2 separate regions of the Arachis hypogaea genome follow, and region 2 is linked to region 1. The links are chromatin contacts, called in public Hi-C maps. All regions are on one chromosome and are shown on one strand. Each heading gives the region's core, a stretch centred on a gene start, on an enhancer-like site or on the middle of the called end of the contact. The rest is flanking DNA. Distances are from core to core; before and after follow the strand shown. Region 1 has its middle 16 kb from the start of LOC112800710. Region 2 holds the start of LOC112800712 (sugar transporter ERD6-like 6).

Evidence for each region. A called contact is a pair of places that touch in the nucleus more often than the background predicts.
Region 2: a Hi-C map of an unstated tissue shows a contact between it and region 1, with 5 times the contacts expected there. The contact joins the promoter of LOC112800712 here to the enhancer-like site in region 1. A contact is called at or near these places in 6 of 8 Hi-C or Micro-C datasets (leaf and an unstated tissue).

Annotation. Positions count from the first base shown.
Region 1 is chr5:10,509,486-10,517,305 of arahy.Tifrunner.gnm2.J5K5, reverse strand. No RefSeq gene overlaps it. Among protein-coding and RNA genes, the nearest start is that of LOC112800710, 16 kb to the right of the region's middle. Within about 2 kb of position 3,240, at least 3 of the 3 cell types and tissues checked have open chromatin away from gene starts, as enhancers often do.
Region 2 is chr5:10,588,625-10,596,444 of arahy.Tifrunner.gnm2.J5K5, reverse strand. LOC112800712 (sugar transporter ERD6-like 6) reads left to right here and starts at 2,926. Exons shown (of 18, transcript XM_025843080.3): 1 at 2,926-3,417; 2 at 3,500-3,562; 3 at 3,642-3,731; 4 at 3,808-3,867; 5 at 3,944-4,009; 6 at 4,111-4,176; 7 at 4,292-4,367; 8 at 5,260-5,324; 9 at 5,456-5,548; 10 at 5,690-5,770; 11 at 5,844-5,928; 12 at 6,012-6,058; 13 at 6,146-6,208; 14 at 6,347-6,406; 4 more. The coding sequence starts at 3,205. The coding sequence ends at 7,507. It overlaps LOC112800713, which reads right to left. Exons shown (of 5, transcript XM_025843081.2): 5 at 7,788-7,820. It overlaps LOC112800714 (alkylbase DNA glycosidase-like protein mag2), which reads right to left and starts at 49. Exons shown (of 1, transcript XM_025843082.3): 1 at 1-49.

The DNA.
Region 1 (7,820 bases), core at 1,991-4,490:
TGCAAAACTATCAAAGATGTAATTAATAATACCATGAGATTGTGTAGGTGTTTCGACTGCCTTACATTTTTGCCTTTATAATACCTCTAGCCATTGTTTATGTTGTATGTCTCTTCTGTATGTGGTCATCAATGTATTTGTCGAGGAGGTCCTGTCGAGCTAATCTCTCAAGGAGATCTTTTGGAACAACACAATCTTTTGTGGTATGCTCATATTTTTGACAGAATGTGCAATATTTTGACTTATCTACATATTTTTGAACTTGGTAAATGATGGCCTTGTTTAGGGGTTTAATGAGTTTTGTGTATAATGTTTCTTCTATATCCTTTTCCATTAAATTTTCTTGAAATTCTGGTAAAGTGATGCAAACATATCTTTTTTTATCATTCAAAGAACATGTTTGTAATAACTATCCCTTTTTTTATTTATTTGGTCAATGTCCTCCCACACCACTATTGCGTAGTTTTATTTATCGGATATAAAAAGTATAATGACAGATCAAGATGTTCGATTAGAACGAATCGGCAGAGAAATTTCATGTTATATATGGTCATCTTTCTGATATCCGAATTATAGAAAAAAAATTCTATCAATTTTGATGCATTTATCAATTCTCTTGAGAGGCTACAATTGCCGCAAGCACACATATTAATGATGAGGAAGATATTTTTTTATGCTATAAATACTTTACTTATTCTGCTATTCTACACAAGCCTGGATGAGGAAGAATTATGAAGGTACTTGGCTACCGTAATAGTTTCCTAAAACTTTCTAGGACGGAGGCCGCTCTTAAGAGCATGTAAATGGACGTTCTGGTTGAGGTTGGGGGTCTTCATGGCTATCTTGCTAAACCTCGTCAGGTTGGCCCTATTTTATAGTGGTGAGATATTCAAAATCATGAACATAGATTTTGGAAGCTATTAAAGTTGGTGAATAGGTTAGCGAAATCCTAAAAAGTAGAGATAGAATCTATAGGCAAAGAGAAAATCAAAGTAATACAGCATCATCTAAAAATCTAGGAAAGAAAAGGCATTGTATAGGGTTAGAGGCGCTGTTCAATAGCATCATAGAATGGAATTTCTTGACATGTATGTTCAGGTCATCAAGTCCATGCTATGGCTTCAAGGTTGTAGGAAGTGTGAAATGTGTAGGTATTTGGAAGCTCATTCTCAAATGAAGGAGTTGCAGGATTTCGTTGCCCTTTTGGTTGGAGTTGTGTCCACAGAGTTGGTTTTCGAGGTATGGTCATCACACAGGTTGCCATTGTTATTTTTACGATCATATCATCTTGTCATTCGTTCTAGTGTTGAGCTAACAAATTGGTCATTCTTTGATTTACGGCTTGCAGCACGGTAACCACGGCTAATAATTCAGCTTGAATTGGTGTAGGCTCGTCAGACATGGTGAAGGTTCTGTGAAAAGGAAGAAAAAAGAGTGGAAAAAATAAAATGGGGTGATATTAAGCTTGACTCTATAATGGGCGCCAAATATTTTTGTGTATCTGGCCTTGATGATGATATGTAACTAGTCTGATAATCCAAATATGAGTTCATCTTCTTCTAGGGAGGAGGAGGTATACGTCAGCTTGAAAAGAACACAGGTGGTTAGATATTTACAGAAAAGAACACAGGTGGTTAGATATTTACCAAGACACTTTGACGCTCAAGTAAATTTAGAGTATATTATAAGTCAAATGTATTTAGATTGATTAGCGTATATTTCCTTTGTTAGGATTACCTCTTTTATGAGACATGAGAGTTTGAACGTGTTACAATTTAGTTATTGTGTTGACCAAATCTTTTGGTAACAGAAATAAACATATTATACCTGATAAAAGAAATAAGCACACTATATTTTGTTGTTAAGTTTCCGATGTATTGGGTGGTGTTGGTTGAAGATTTTTGACCAACTGGATTGATAAAGGGTGTCAAATTGAGAAGACAAAAGTCGATATCAAAGGTTTCGATTTATTCAAGATTATTAAAGAATGAAGTTAACAAGTCGAAATGCTAAGATCGAAGATAAGATGTACTAAGGGAGCAATTATTTGGATTTGTGTTTGGCAGGACAATTATCTTGTGAATCATTCGACGTATGACACTTGGCAAAATAGGATTGGATGGGTTGCTCTATAAATTAAGAAGGTTCAGTAGCATCAAAGAAGTTGAAATTTCTCTTTAGAAAACACTTACAGCACACTCACATTCATATCCGAGCGACTTTTTGAGTCTGTCTCGAGTTTTTTTCTATTGGATTCCTTCTATCTTTTTTACTTTTCATTTAAGATTCATTGTAATTTTCCTCTGCAATTTACATTTCCTTTGCAAAGTCTTTTTTTTCCTTTTTTAAAATTCTGTATTGAATTTGAATTCAAAGTCTTTCGATTATGTTGGAGGCATTTTATTGCTTTCTTTAAATTTAAAGTTATTTTCATTATTTTCTGTAATTTTAATTTTAAGTAATTTAATTTCAATTTACTTTTCAAAATTTTTTCTTTCTTTATTCATTCAAAAAATAAAATCTTTGCTATAATTGTTGAAATTGATATCATAGAAGAAGAGTAGATTTTGTTCTTAAACTATAGATATCAAACCAACCAAGATTTGATAAAAATCTACATAACAAGTGGTTAGAGCCAAACTATAACAATAGACGGATCAATTAGTATCTTTTAGTTAGTTAGTCTAGAATTTATAGCAACTCATAGCACACTAAGTGCCTACAAGAGCTAGCTAAATAACTTCAAAAACAAAATTAACGAACTCTGCAAGCACATTCAGCTATATTAACTTCTTCCCCAACTCCCATCAGTATCAAACACTAATTAAAATTTGATAGTGATCATCAGGGGCTTCAATTCGCACATCATTATATCACCCGTAAACTAAACAATAAGTACAGAACTATAGGATTATGAGTCCCATTTAAAAGTTTATCACTAACTCCCTTATTTAAAGGGACAAGTAAATTCACCACTCCATCATTTTAAATTGGTTACAACTACACATGTCTAAAGAATGATTTACTCGATCCAAAACTATTAGCGTGTGTGAGGTAGCCGACTCTCTCAACTTTTTTTTTGGGTCATGGATTCCCCAAACCTTAGCCCACATGAGGCGACTCGGTGCAACCCATGGTTTTGCCCACTTAAGAAATATTTTACTTTGAGTTAGCTCTGTCCAGAAATCGTGACCCATCAATAAATTAGTTCATTGAAATTCCTTTTTAATTTGTCCAAGTTTACTGAAACACCTGAAATGGTCCTATCTTGTCCTATGAAATGGGTCCGCCCAGTCCACCCCTTTCCCTACCAAGATGATCATTTATCCAAACATATGACAACGATTTACTACATTCATGAACTAGCACTCTAGCAGTATGTTCGAATTCTGGAGAACTCATTTTGCCATATATACATATCAATATCATCATAGCGCAAAGTGATTATATAAGTATGTGATGCTAATTACAACCGTTAGTTGATCTGGGATATTGACGGTTGATTTGACTGATTTGAAATCTTCTCACGCCCTAGTTCCTGCTAAATTGCCTTACTATAGCTAGTTACTAGATAAAAAATTATTAGATGCAAATGATATGGATTTTGTAATTCAAAAGACACTCGCATTCTTGTGGGCAAAGCCAAAAATATATAGTCAATAAGATAAGGTTTTATCTTTTTTTTTTTTTGTGTGTCACTAAATGATATTTTATGCACACGATAGGAATTTTTTAAAGAAATGCAATAATAATAATGAAAATAGGACAATAGTGCTATATCAAATGGGATTTTTTTAGATAAATATTTAATTTACTGAAATAGGTATTTTGGACACTATTTACAATTTTTAGGTTTTATTACATATCTTATTTAACGTGTAAACAAAATAATTATACACATATTTCGTTTTAATCCAGTTACACATTTAAGTGTTTTTTGCAACCAAGTTTAACCAAGTTGACCCAGAGTCAACAAAAACAATTCTCATCACACTAACGTACATGCGCATTTCAATAACGCAAAACATATTTTTTTTCGTCTTCGTTTTCGCAATATTTTTTTTCGCGTTCTTCCTTCTTATTCTTCGCTTTCCTCCTTCTTCGTCTTTGCATTTCTTCTTCTCCGTATTCTTCCTTGTTCTTCTTCGTCTTCTTCTTTCTTCTTCTTTGCGTGTTTTCTCTCAACCGTCATTCTTTTATTGTTGTTGCTGTTATATTTTTTCTTTTTCTCTTTTTAATTGAGGTCTATTTAGATCCAGAAATGAATTTAATGTATTTTTGTTGATGATTGAGTCTTTTTTAATGTTTGTTCAAAATTGAATTAATTTTAATTCATTTGTAAATTAATTGAGATTCACTTGATGCTGTTGATAAGTATTGATCAAATTTTTTATTCCTTAAGTAATTTCAGTTTATTTCTTAACTTAATTGATGTTCATTTGGATCCAAAAATAAATTATATGTGTGTTTTGTTGATGATTGAGTCTTTTGACTGCTTGTTTAAAAATGAACTAATTTCGGTTCATTTGTGTGTTAATTGAGATTCACCTGATGCTGTTGATAAGTATTGACCAAATTTTTTATTCCTTAATAAGTAATTTCGGTTCATTTCTTAGCTTATTTGAAGTTCATTTGAATCCATAAATGAATTCGATGTGTTTGTATTAATTGAAGTTCAGTTGATGCTATTGATAAATAGTGACCAAATTTTTTAGCAAAGAAGATATTATTCATATCACTTTATTCAATTGTATTAGATTATACCCCATTCCATTCAATTACTTTAGATTTGAACAAGCAGTCAAAAAAATTCAATCATCAACAAAAACATCAAATTCATTTCTGAATCCAAATGAACCTCAATTAAATTAAGAAATGAATCGAAATTACTTAAGAAATAAAAAATTTGGTCAATACTTATCAGCAATATCAAGTGAATCTCAATTAGCACACAAATGAACGAAAATTAGTTCAGATTTGAACAAACAGTCAAAAAGACTCAATCATTAACAGAACACATCAAATTCATTTCTGGATCCAAATGAACCTCAATTAAATTAAGAAATGAACCGAAATTACTTAAAGAATAAACAATTTGGTCAATACTTATCATCAGCATCAAGTGAACCTCAATTAACACACAAATAGACCCGAAATTATTTAATGATGACATCAGAAAAAATCAGAACTAATAAAGATGTTTGCAAAATATTGGTGTTATTGTCAATGACGATAACGAAAAAGGAAAAGAAAAAGAAGAAGACACAACATTGCGAAGGAGGAGAAGAAGACGCAACATTGAGGAAGAGGAGAACCTGCGTGTACAAATTTAGAAGAAGAAGAAGGATGAGAAGAAGAAGAACCTGCGTGCGCGAATTCGGAAGAAGGAGAAGGAGAAGCAGAAGGAAACTGAGAAGGAGGCGCGTGATTTGAAAAGTTGTTATAATAACTTGGTTAAACTTTTTTAAGTATTTTATTTGGATGTAGAGCTTTATTGATCTCGTTTACAGGTTTTTATTTGGCTTGATTTTGTTTGTAAATGAAATATTTAAAATTTGAAAAATATTTGTAATTAAACGAAATATGTATACAATTTTTTTATTTACACTGTAAACGAAATACGTGTATTATCACAAAAAAATTATGATTAAAATAACGTTAATTTAATTTTTATTTTTTAAATTAATCTAATTTTTAAAAAATTTCAAATTTTGATAAACTGCCTCTCTAATATAATTTAATTTATACAATGATATCAATTTAAATTTTATTTAATCCAAAATTAATAATTTAAAACTATCCATTTAAAATCAATACATTATTTTCTTAAAAATTAACCTATTTAAATTAGTACTTACAAAAATTACATAAAAAATAGATCAAATTGAATTGATTTAAATTTAAAAATTTTACATATTCAAGTTTCATAATGAGAAGAAAGACAATAATTGTACACACTTTTAACAGTTATGAAATTAAAAACAGCATAAGGTTGATGATATAAATAAAATAGAAAAAATGGGAGAGATAATTGTTTAAATTGTGTTCACTTTTTTATTCATCTCTAATTTTTTCTTAATTTAATAACTCTTCATCAATTTTATGCTTCTTTTAATTTAATAACTTCTCATTTTTAGTCGTCTCTTGCTAATTAAATGTTTCAAATGGATAATTTTAAATTATTAATTTTAATTTAAAAAATTTAAATTTAATATTATTGTATAAAATTAAAATATATAATATTTAAAAAAAATAGAAAGAAATCACACAGGTGAAGGGTTTGAGGATAGAAGACGAATAGGAGGAAGAAAGAAAAAAATGCCGTGGTTTAGTAGATAGCATAACACAAGTGAGGAATGAGACCTTTTGAATAGTGTGGTAATTGAAATTATTTTAATCATAGTTTTTTTGGTGGTAATACACATCTCGTTACCGATTTAAAAAGATAATTATGAATATATCTTATTTACCGTGTAAATAAAATATGTAATTTATTAAATTTTATATATTTTGTTTGTGAATGAGACTAAATATTTTATTTATGGACGGAGTTTAGTTAAAAAAAAGGAGGCTGTGGTTTCTCAAATTTTTTATTAAAAAATTAGTAATATTTTTTAAAAAATAAAAAATTAGTTTAACTGACTCAAATATTTTGTTATGACTTAAAATACTAAAATTTAATTTTCATCTTTTGTTTTTATTGCACAATAATTTTTAGTTTTAAATATTCAAAACATGTTGAATTTGGACTGAACTGAGTGTATTCGCAGCTCTCTATTCAATAAGCAACACTCCCTTTACTTTTGAGTTCAAATATAAAAAATTAGGTATTTTTTATTTATGTAATTTAATATTATTTTATATTTTACGGTTTATTTAATTTAATTTGTTTATATGATAAAAAATATTAAAATATTCAATAAGTATTGATATTATTGTATTTGTATAAATCGATAAAAAAATTCAGTAAATATTATAAATTTTAATATTTATCATTTTAACTTTTTTTTTTACATATTTTACAAGATATATATTCAAATTTTTATATAAAATAATCATAAAAAATCAAAGAATTAATACAATTTTTAAGAGGGAGACTAATATTTAAGAAGGAAAACATATAACTTTTACAATATAAACACTTGTAGATAGTTTTTCTACGTTAATGAATTACGAAAAAAGTGAGATACAACCTCCAAAAGTTCAACGAGTTGCATCTGATGAGTTTGACCTTATTTTTTTGGAACGAGACCCTGAAAAACGACTTCAAATTTGACAATATCACCCAAATCAGAGAGACGAAGTTAGACAAACTTATTTTAAATGGAATCCATATAAAAAACATCTTGACAATTATCTTTTATCTGGTCCCCCAAAATTTTAATTTATTTCAAACTCCGCCACTAATCTTATCTCAGTTACACTGTAAATAAAATATATATATATATTTCATTTATATTATAAATAAGATATGTCATGAGACCTAAAATTATAAATAGTATTTAAAATATATATTTTAATAAATAAAATAATTAAACTATTTATTTTAAAAATAATCCTCAACTTCAACCCCCACTAAAATTCAATTGAGCGACCGTTAAGAGAGCAATGTGGTAAAAGAATAAAAATAATTCGAAAATTAATTCTTCTATTTTTGTTTTTCCTTGTCAATTAACAAATATTATAAGGAGGTCACTCAGATAAAGACGTCTAAAACGTCTTTTTTTAAAGATGTTTTTATGTTGTGTTTTAATTGGTTTTTATATAATTTATTCAATGTTCCTCATCACATATTATTAAATTCCTCAAAAAATTTTCTT
Region 2 (7,820 bases), core at 1,677-4,176, 79 kb before region 1:
AAGGCAACTTTTCTTTGTTCTACTTTATTTTGGAGTAAATACCAGTTCGGTCCTAGTTTATTTTTACAAAGGATAAAGTAATTTCTATAAAAAAAAAAGACACTTTGAACTTTAATTTTTTTATTTTGGGATAATACGTGTTAAAAAAATTATTTAAATAATAATAAAAATTGATTTTATGGGAGGTTTTATTTATATTTTGTGGAAATTTTAAATCTTTATAAAATTATTTTCAATAATATAGTTAATTACTACCACTACTACCATTACTTTCTTCATCTTTATTATTATGGCTTATACTTCTATTATTTTTATTGATTTATCATCATCATCATTATTTTCTCTACTGTCATCATCACTAATACTAATATTATCAACATTAAAATTTTCTTTTTTCATTTCTTATTTGATGTTATTTTTTTCTTTTAAAAAGTATTTGTACTACAATTACTATTTTTTGTGGCATCATTTTTATTGATAGTTTTTCTTCAGTTAACTACCATTGGTGAATGAATTTTTCAAAAACAAACTTATTAATAGTACAAATAAAACTCTCACAAAACCAATTTTCATTATTATTTAAATAATTTTTTTAATAGAGAGATCGTATTGTCCTAAAATAAAAAGATTGAGGATCAAAGTGTCATTTTTTTTGGACAGAAATCGCTTTGTCCTTCATAAAAATGGACAAAGACCGAATTAGGTATTTACACCTTTATTTTGTTAACTATTAACATTGAATTTTTTTTATTAAAGATTAAAAAATGTTTATTTTTTTAAGGTGAAATTACTTGCAAAATCATAATAGGGCGGGAATCAACAACTGGTCTTTTCATTGTCTAGGAAATTCTTATATTTCCAACAGCTGCAATTTTTTAGTTTTATTGCGTTGATAGTAAAACTATATAAATATGTATTACGATTCAGTTTATTCTAGTAAAAGTATTTTATTTTTATAATTATCAACTTAAAAAGTAGCCATTCGGGATGTACATGGATCGAACCACACTCGGTTTAGTTTAATTTAGATCTGATCTAAAATATATATCGGACATAATTTTTAGATCTTAATCCAATTCTAAATCCGATAAAACTTACGCATCTTTGGTCTAGGTAAAAATTGGGTAAAAATCGAATTTTTAGCATGTAAATATCACCTAATCTTCAACCATTATTTCACAATTCACATAGTAAAATTCACTTAAAAAAATATAACAAGAATCAATTCTTCTTTAAAATTAAAACATAACCATAATCAATATTAATATTGTCTAATAATACCAAATATTTTAAAAAATACAAATAACACGATATTATGCATTAGTCTAAAGTCTTATGCATTTTAAACATAAAACATTAATTTATAATCTTATGATGACTAATAACACAAAATATTAAAGTTTACAATATTTAAATTCCACATAAGAATAATCATCATCCATCACTAATAACACAAAATATTAATTGTGTATGGTAACTGGGTCACCGGACCGAGTTCGAGTGATCCGAGTTATGGCCCGGACCCGACCTGAAATAATGACCGGATATATTTTTAAGACCCTTACCCGACCTTAGACCTGATGAAATCATATTAAATTAGCCCCTAAAGTGTTAGGGGTCAGACCGGATCTTCAGGCCGGGCCAAACCATGTACACTCCTAATAGCCTTTGATAAAACAAATTTATATCAATAAAACAACTGATAAATAATTTAAAAATATGACAAAAAAATAATAAATATTATATTTTTTATAAATAACAATAACTTTTTATATTTAATAAACGATTTATTTATTAGATCTGATTTTTTTGTGACAATATCTGAATAAATATTTAAAAAGTACGTAAAAAAATTCGAAACAAAATTTAATATCTAGATTTTTTTTTTAAAAAATATGGTCATTCTCAATAAAATTTTCTTTAAAACAATTTCACTTGGTTATAAAATTTTAAAAATAAAAAGTTTTATTTTTTTAATTATAATTTGTAAAAATTTACATCAAAATTTAATATTTAAAATTATTTTTTAAAATATATATTTAATATCTAATTCTTTTTATTATTTTTAAAATTTTATGAGAATTTATTTATTATTAATATCTTGCACGATTTGTTTTGTCTGTTATGCGAATTTTTTAGCACCATTTTAATAATTTATTCTAGTATATAAATCGAATAGAAGTGAACTTGCGGAGAATCTTTTATTTAGATAATATAATATATAGAATGAATTTCTTGAAGTTATGATATCTCAAAATATTTATTTTAAAAATACAAGAATTATATTTTTTTATTTGAGAAAAATATTAAATATGGCTTTAAGTACATCTGAAGGGTTCCATGAATTTCTCGTAACTTTACTTTCTTATTTAATTATGGATAAGATTAGAAGATTAGCAAAATTTATTATTTTTTATTAATAATTAAATAACAATATTTAAAAGTGTTTGTTACAAATATGTTGTTAAGTTATTAAACTAAAAATATTAAAATTGTGGCGAGAAATATTTGTCAATATAAAATAAAATTGTTGGCCCTTAATATTTTTCTGTTTAATTACTTTTTTAGACATATATTACTATGTGGGATTTTAGGATGTAACGGTACATATAAAATCAAACAATAAATTATTCATTCGTATAAAAATATTTTAAAATATAAAATATATATTAAAAATAAATTAAATAATATATATTTATACATAAACATATTTTGTTTTTTGAGATGCAAAGTCGAATTAATAAGTGGTAAAATTGGATGGAATGGTAGTATGGTAGCAGATTGTTCTAGGTCCAAGTCAAATTAAGGACACTGAATATAAAAATGAAGTGGCTTTTAAATAATGTTATCCCATGTGTTTAATTAGGATACTTAATTATTAGTGGGTCCATAATTAATTGGATGGATCTAATCTTCACAAAGCCAGCAACTCCTCGTGACATATCACCAGAAAGATGGTTTGTCTCTTGTATTCATCTTGCATACATCATACATGATTTGATGATGGTGAAATGAAAATGACGAAGGCAACAACCGTGTTAAGCTTTTTGTAGTTTGTGGTTATTTTTAATATAAAAACAAAACATGGTAGATGTGTGTCAATGTTTTGTTGTATGACTGTCACTTGTCAAATACCTTGATTGTTACAAACATCACACACAGCAGTTATAGATTGTTGATAGATCCAGTTTCCAGATTCTTAGTATGAGAGAGGCGAAAGAAGATAGCAGTAGCGGTGAGGATGGAAACAAGGAGCTTAGGAAGCCATTCCTGCACAATGGGAGTTGGTACAAGATGTTGGGTTCTAGACAGTCCAGCATCGTAGGATCTTCAATTCAGGTGGTGCGAGATTCCTCTGTCTCCATTCTCTTCTGCGTCCTCATCGTTGCTCTGGGTCCGATTCAGTTTGGTTTCACGGTACATAAACATTCACCATCAAATTCTGCTCACTCTTTGGTATATATACACTCCTTAATGTTCTCCTTTTCGCATTGTACAGTGTGGATATTCTTCTCCCACTCAGGAAAGTATAATTAGTGATCTCAAGCTCTCACTTTCAGAGGTTTGGTTGGTTCTGTTTCCTTCTTAGATTTTATTCGGATCATAAACCGTTTTGCTTACTTTTGCTGTGATGGGGGCAGTTCTCTTTATTCGGATCATTATCCAATGTGGGGGCGATGGTGGGAGCTATAGTCAGTGGTCAAATGTCTGAATACATTGGTCGCAAAGGGGTAAGAAACTAAATCATTCTTCCAGGTTGACTTTATACAGGAATGAATTGTGATGCTTTTGGTATGTTGAATGCAGTCATTGATGATTGCTGCAATCCCAAATATAATAGGATGGCTCGCAATCTCTTTTGCCAAGGTAAGTGTTAATAAGCAACTAACAGATTGGGGTTTAATACTTTAATGGATGTATTAATTTGTTGTTACTGATATAGGACTCATCTTTTCTGTTTATGGGGAGATTATTGGAAGGTTTCGGCGTTGGTATAATCTCTTACGTGGTAATCATGATGTCCCTTTCATCTTTTTTTTTTTTTTGTTTGGACTTTGATTTCTAAGTGAAATTAGTGTACTATGGGTTTTCCTTTAACTTTGTGTTTAGGTTCCTGTTTATATAGCTGAGATATCACCTCAAAATATGAGAGGTACCCTTGGATCGGTCAATCAGGTACCACTTACTTTTGCTTCTCAAAAGTCAAAACTTCATCTCTTTTTTCTCACCTCTTATATTTATTATATATATTATTATTTGAAATAAAAGTTGTAATATATTTGTTGATCAGCTCTCTATCACAATTGGAATAATGTTGGCATACCTCCTAGGCCTTTTTGTTAACTGGAGAGCACTTGCAGTTCTAGGTAAATTTCTAAAATGTATTTTTTCCGATCTTCTCTAAAATAAAGAATAATTTATTACTTGTAACATATTTAGTTATTATTAGATAAAATGGGTTGGTTTATCATACTTAATATTAATTCTTAATTTAACCTAAATTATAATAACTTAACCAATTAACCAAAGTATAACCTTTTTTAAACAATTTATAAAAATTATTAGAGAAGTTCCATTTTGTAATTATGAAGAGCGATTAAATAAGGTCAAATTTAGTCACAAAAAAAAGGTCAAATTTGTTATTCTTTGTAACTATGAATTGAAGATAATAATACAATAGTCAGTTAAAAGCTGAGTTTGGTTATTTTGCAACCAAAGCAAAATCTGTTCTAGTATTTTACATTTTTTATTCTTCCTCTTGTTCCCCTTAATAAATGTATTTATCCAGTAAATTTTTAAATGTAAAGTCGTTTAAAGTTTAATTTCAACGGCAAGAAAATAGTGATGAGATTCCTAGAGTGAGAAATGCATTTAACTAACATTAGTTATAATTACTTTATAAGTTCTTTAATTTGATCTTTGGTCATTATCACTATTTTTTTACTAAATGTGCATGATATTGCCAAATAAAATCATAGGGAGCTTATGATTTATGTTTAATACTATAGCTATATTTAAAAAAAAAAGTTCAGTTATCAACTTATCATAACTTAGGTTAAATTAAGAGTTAATGTTAATTAGGACAAGCCAACTCATTTCATACAACGATAATTAGATATATCATAAGGGTAATTTATCTTTTATTTTGGAGAGTTTTAAGTAGAATTGACTAATTTCTAATTATTTGTCATAATTCCAATCATGCCAAAAACTATGCCTTGTAACAAATAGCATTTTTTGTTCCATTTTCAATTGCAGGAAGTTTGCCTTGTATAGTTTTAATACCCGGATTATTTTTTATACCGGAATCTCCCCGATGGTTGGTATGGATCACATGTTGTCCGTTATACTAATTGAATTTTTGCAATCCTGAAAAAGGAAAGAAGAAGACAGTGTTTTATGCTCTAGATGAATTCATTTATTTATTTTCTTCTGGATTGTTGTGGGAATTTAGGCCAAGATGGGGATGACAGAAGAGTTTGAGACTTCTTTGCAAGTGTTACGAGGATTTGACACAGATATATCTGTTGAAGTACACGAAATTAAGGTATTTTCTTACATCATAAGATTAAGATTCATGTGCATGCGTCACAGTAATAGGAGCATATTCAAAATATGGCTTTAGTCTTTTAGACTCAGTATACTTGAAGAACAAGAATAACTGCTAAACACAGTTATATTTGTGTAGAGATCGGTGGCATCGACCGGAAAGACATTTACAATCCGGTTTGCAGATCTCAAGATGAAAAGATATTGGTATCCTTTAATGGTATGCTGTGTTTGTTCCCTTGTTCTGTGTTTGTCCCTTCCCTGAATATTCAAAATCTTATATATACTTGCAGGTAGGGATTGGATTACTTGTACTCCAACAATTGAGTGGTACCAATGGGGTGTTGTTCTATTCAAGTACCATCTTTGCAAACGCAGGTTATGTATCTTCTCTATGTACTCATCATCTCTTAATAATTGTAGGCCTGTTTCCTTCATTATAAAGTATTATTTTGTAACAGGAATTTCATCTAGCAATGCTGCTACAGTTGGACTTGGAGCTATTCAGGTTAGATACTAATTATTCATGTAAATATCAAATAAGAGATACAATTATCATAAATCATTACCAGCTTTCAATTCTCATGTTCATCAGGTCATAGCTACTGGACTGACTACTTGGTTAGTCGACAAAAGTGGCCGGAGGCTGCTTTTAATAGTGAGTAATTAATTGATCCTTCAATATTTTCATACTCTTTATTGTATTATGATATGCATGATATGTGATTCAATTTCCTTTCTTTTCTTTTCTTTTCTTCAAGGATATATCTCACATCTGTTATGCTCTGATATGCAGATATCTTCATCTGTAATGACAATTAGCCTTCTTATTGTTTCTGTAGCATTCTATCTGGAGGTTGGTACTAGTAACTATATAAGATTGTGATTCGATTTTCATCAGTTTATTGGGATTGTTTTTAACTAACTAGTTCATTTTATTGAGATTGTCAGGGGTTCACATCTGTGGATTCTCATCTATACAGCATTTCGGGAATAGTTTCTGTTGTTGGGTTGGTGGTAAGCATGTTTTGTTGGCTACATTGAACATTTAAATTTATTTTCATTTGATATAATTTGATATAATGTGTTTCATTTTTTACCGCCTTGATCAAATTTCTTTGTAGACTATGGTGATTGGTTACTCTCTAGGTGTTGGACCTATTCCTTGGCTTATAATGTCTGAGGTACATAGTAGCGGTAGCTTAGTAATAATGTAAAGAAAAAATACTCAATTAAGTCCCTAAAGTTACACTCGAGTTTTAATTTAGTCCTTGAAGTTTCAATTTCTTCAATTTAGTCTTTAAACTTTTCAATTGATTATGTGAAAGAAACCAGCGCAGGGATTAATGTGATTAAAATTTGAAAAGTTTAGGGACTAAATTGAAACAATTGAAACTTCAAAGACTAAATTAAGACTCGAATATAACTTCAAGGACCAAACTGAGTATTTTTTCTAATATAAATGATTCTTTTTTAAAAAAATTGAGACAGAAAATGTCACATTAATATGTTTAATTATGATTCACTCAGATACTTCCGGTGAATATAAAGGGCCTTGCAGGGAGTATAGCCACTTTGACAAATTGGTTGACTTCCTGGATGATCACAATGACCGCAAACTTGCTTTTGACATGGAACAGTGCAGGTTTGTGATTTATGCATGTTTTAAGGTGTAATTCTCATATGTATACCGAAGCATAGTAATTTTTTTCACGCTAATTTATCATCACAAAATAATTAAAAAAAGATATACTCAAAAAAATAAATAAATCTATCGTTGTAAAACAACATAGAGTATGTATTTTATTAATTAAATTGCTAATTTTGTATGTATTAACAAACAGGAACATTCGCAATCTACACCGTGGTAGCTGCTTTTACTGTTGCTTTTTCGGCAATATGGGTTCCTGAGACCAAGGGAAGAACTTTGGAAGAGATTCAGTTTTCTTTTAGATAGTTGGAATAACGTGCCTAACTTCTTGTTATACTATTTGTTGGGCCATTCAAATGAACTCTTTACATAATATTCAACTCAAAATCTTAAAAGATCAATTTAATAGATTTTTTATCTTATAAATTTCTCGTTTCTTTTTGTTTTCTTTAATTTAAAATTAATTTATTATAATCTTCACACTTGCTGCTTAACCGTTTTTATATTTTCTACAAAATTATACGTGATATTTGTAATTTTCAACATAATTATATGGATCATGAAACGAGAAGACCATACACAGACATTGTTTGAAAAGAGAATTTACTAAACATTAAAA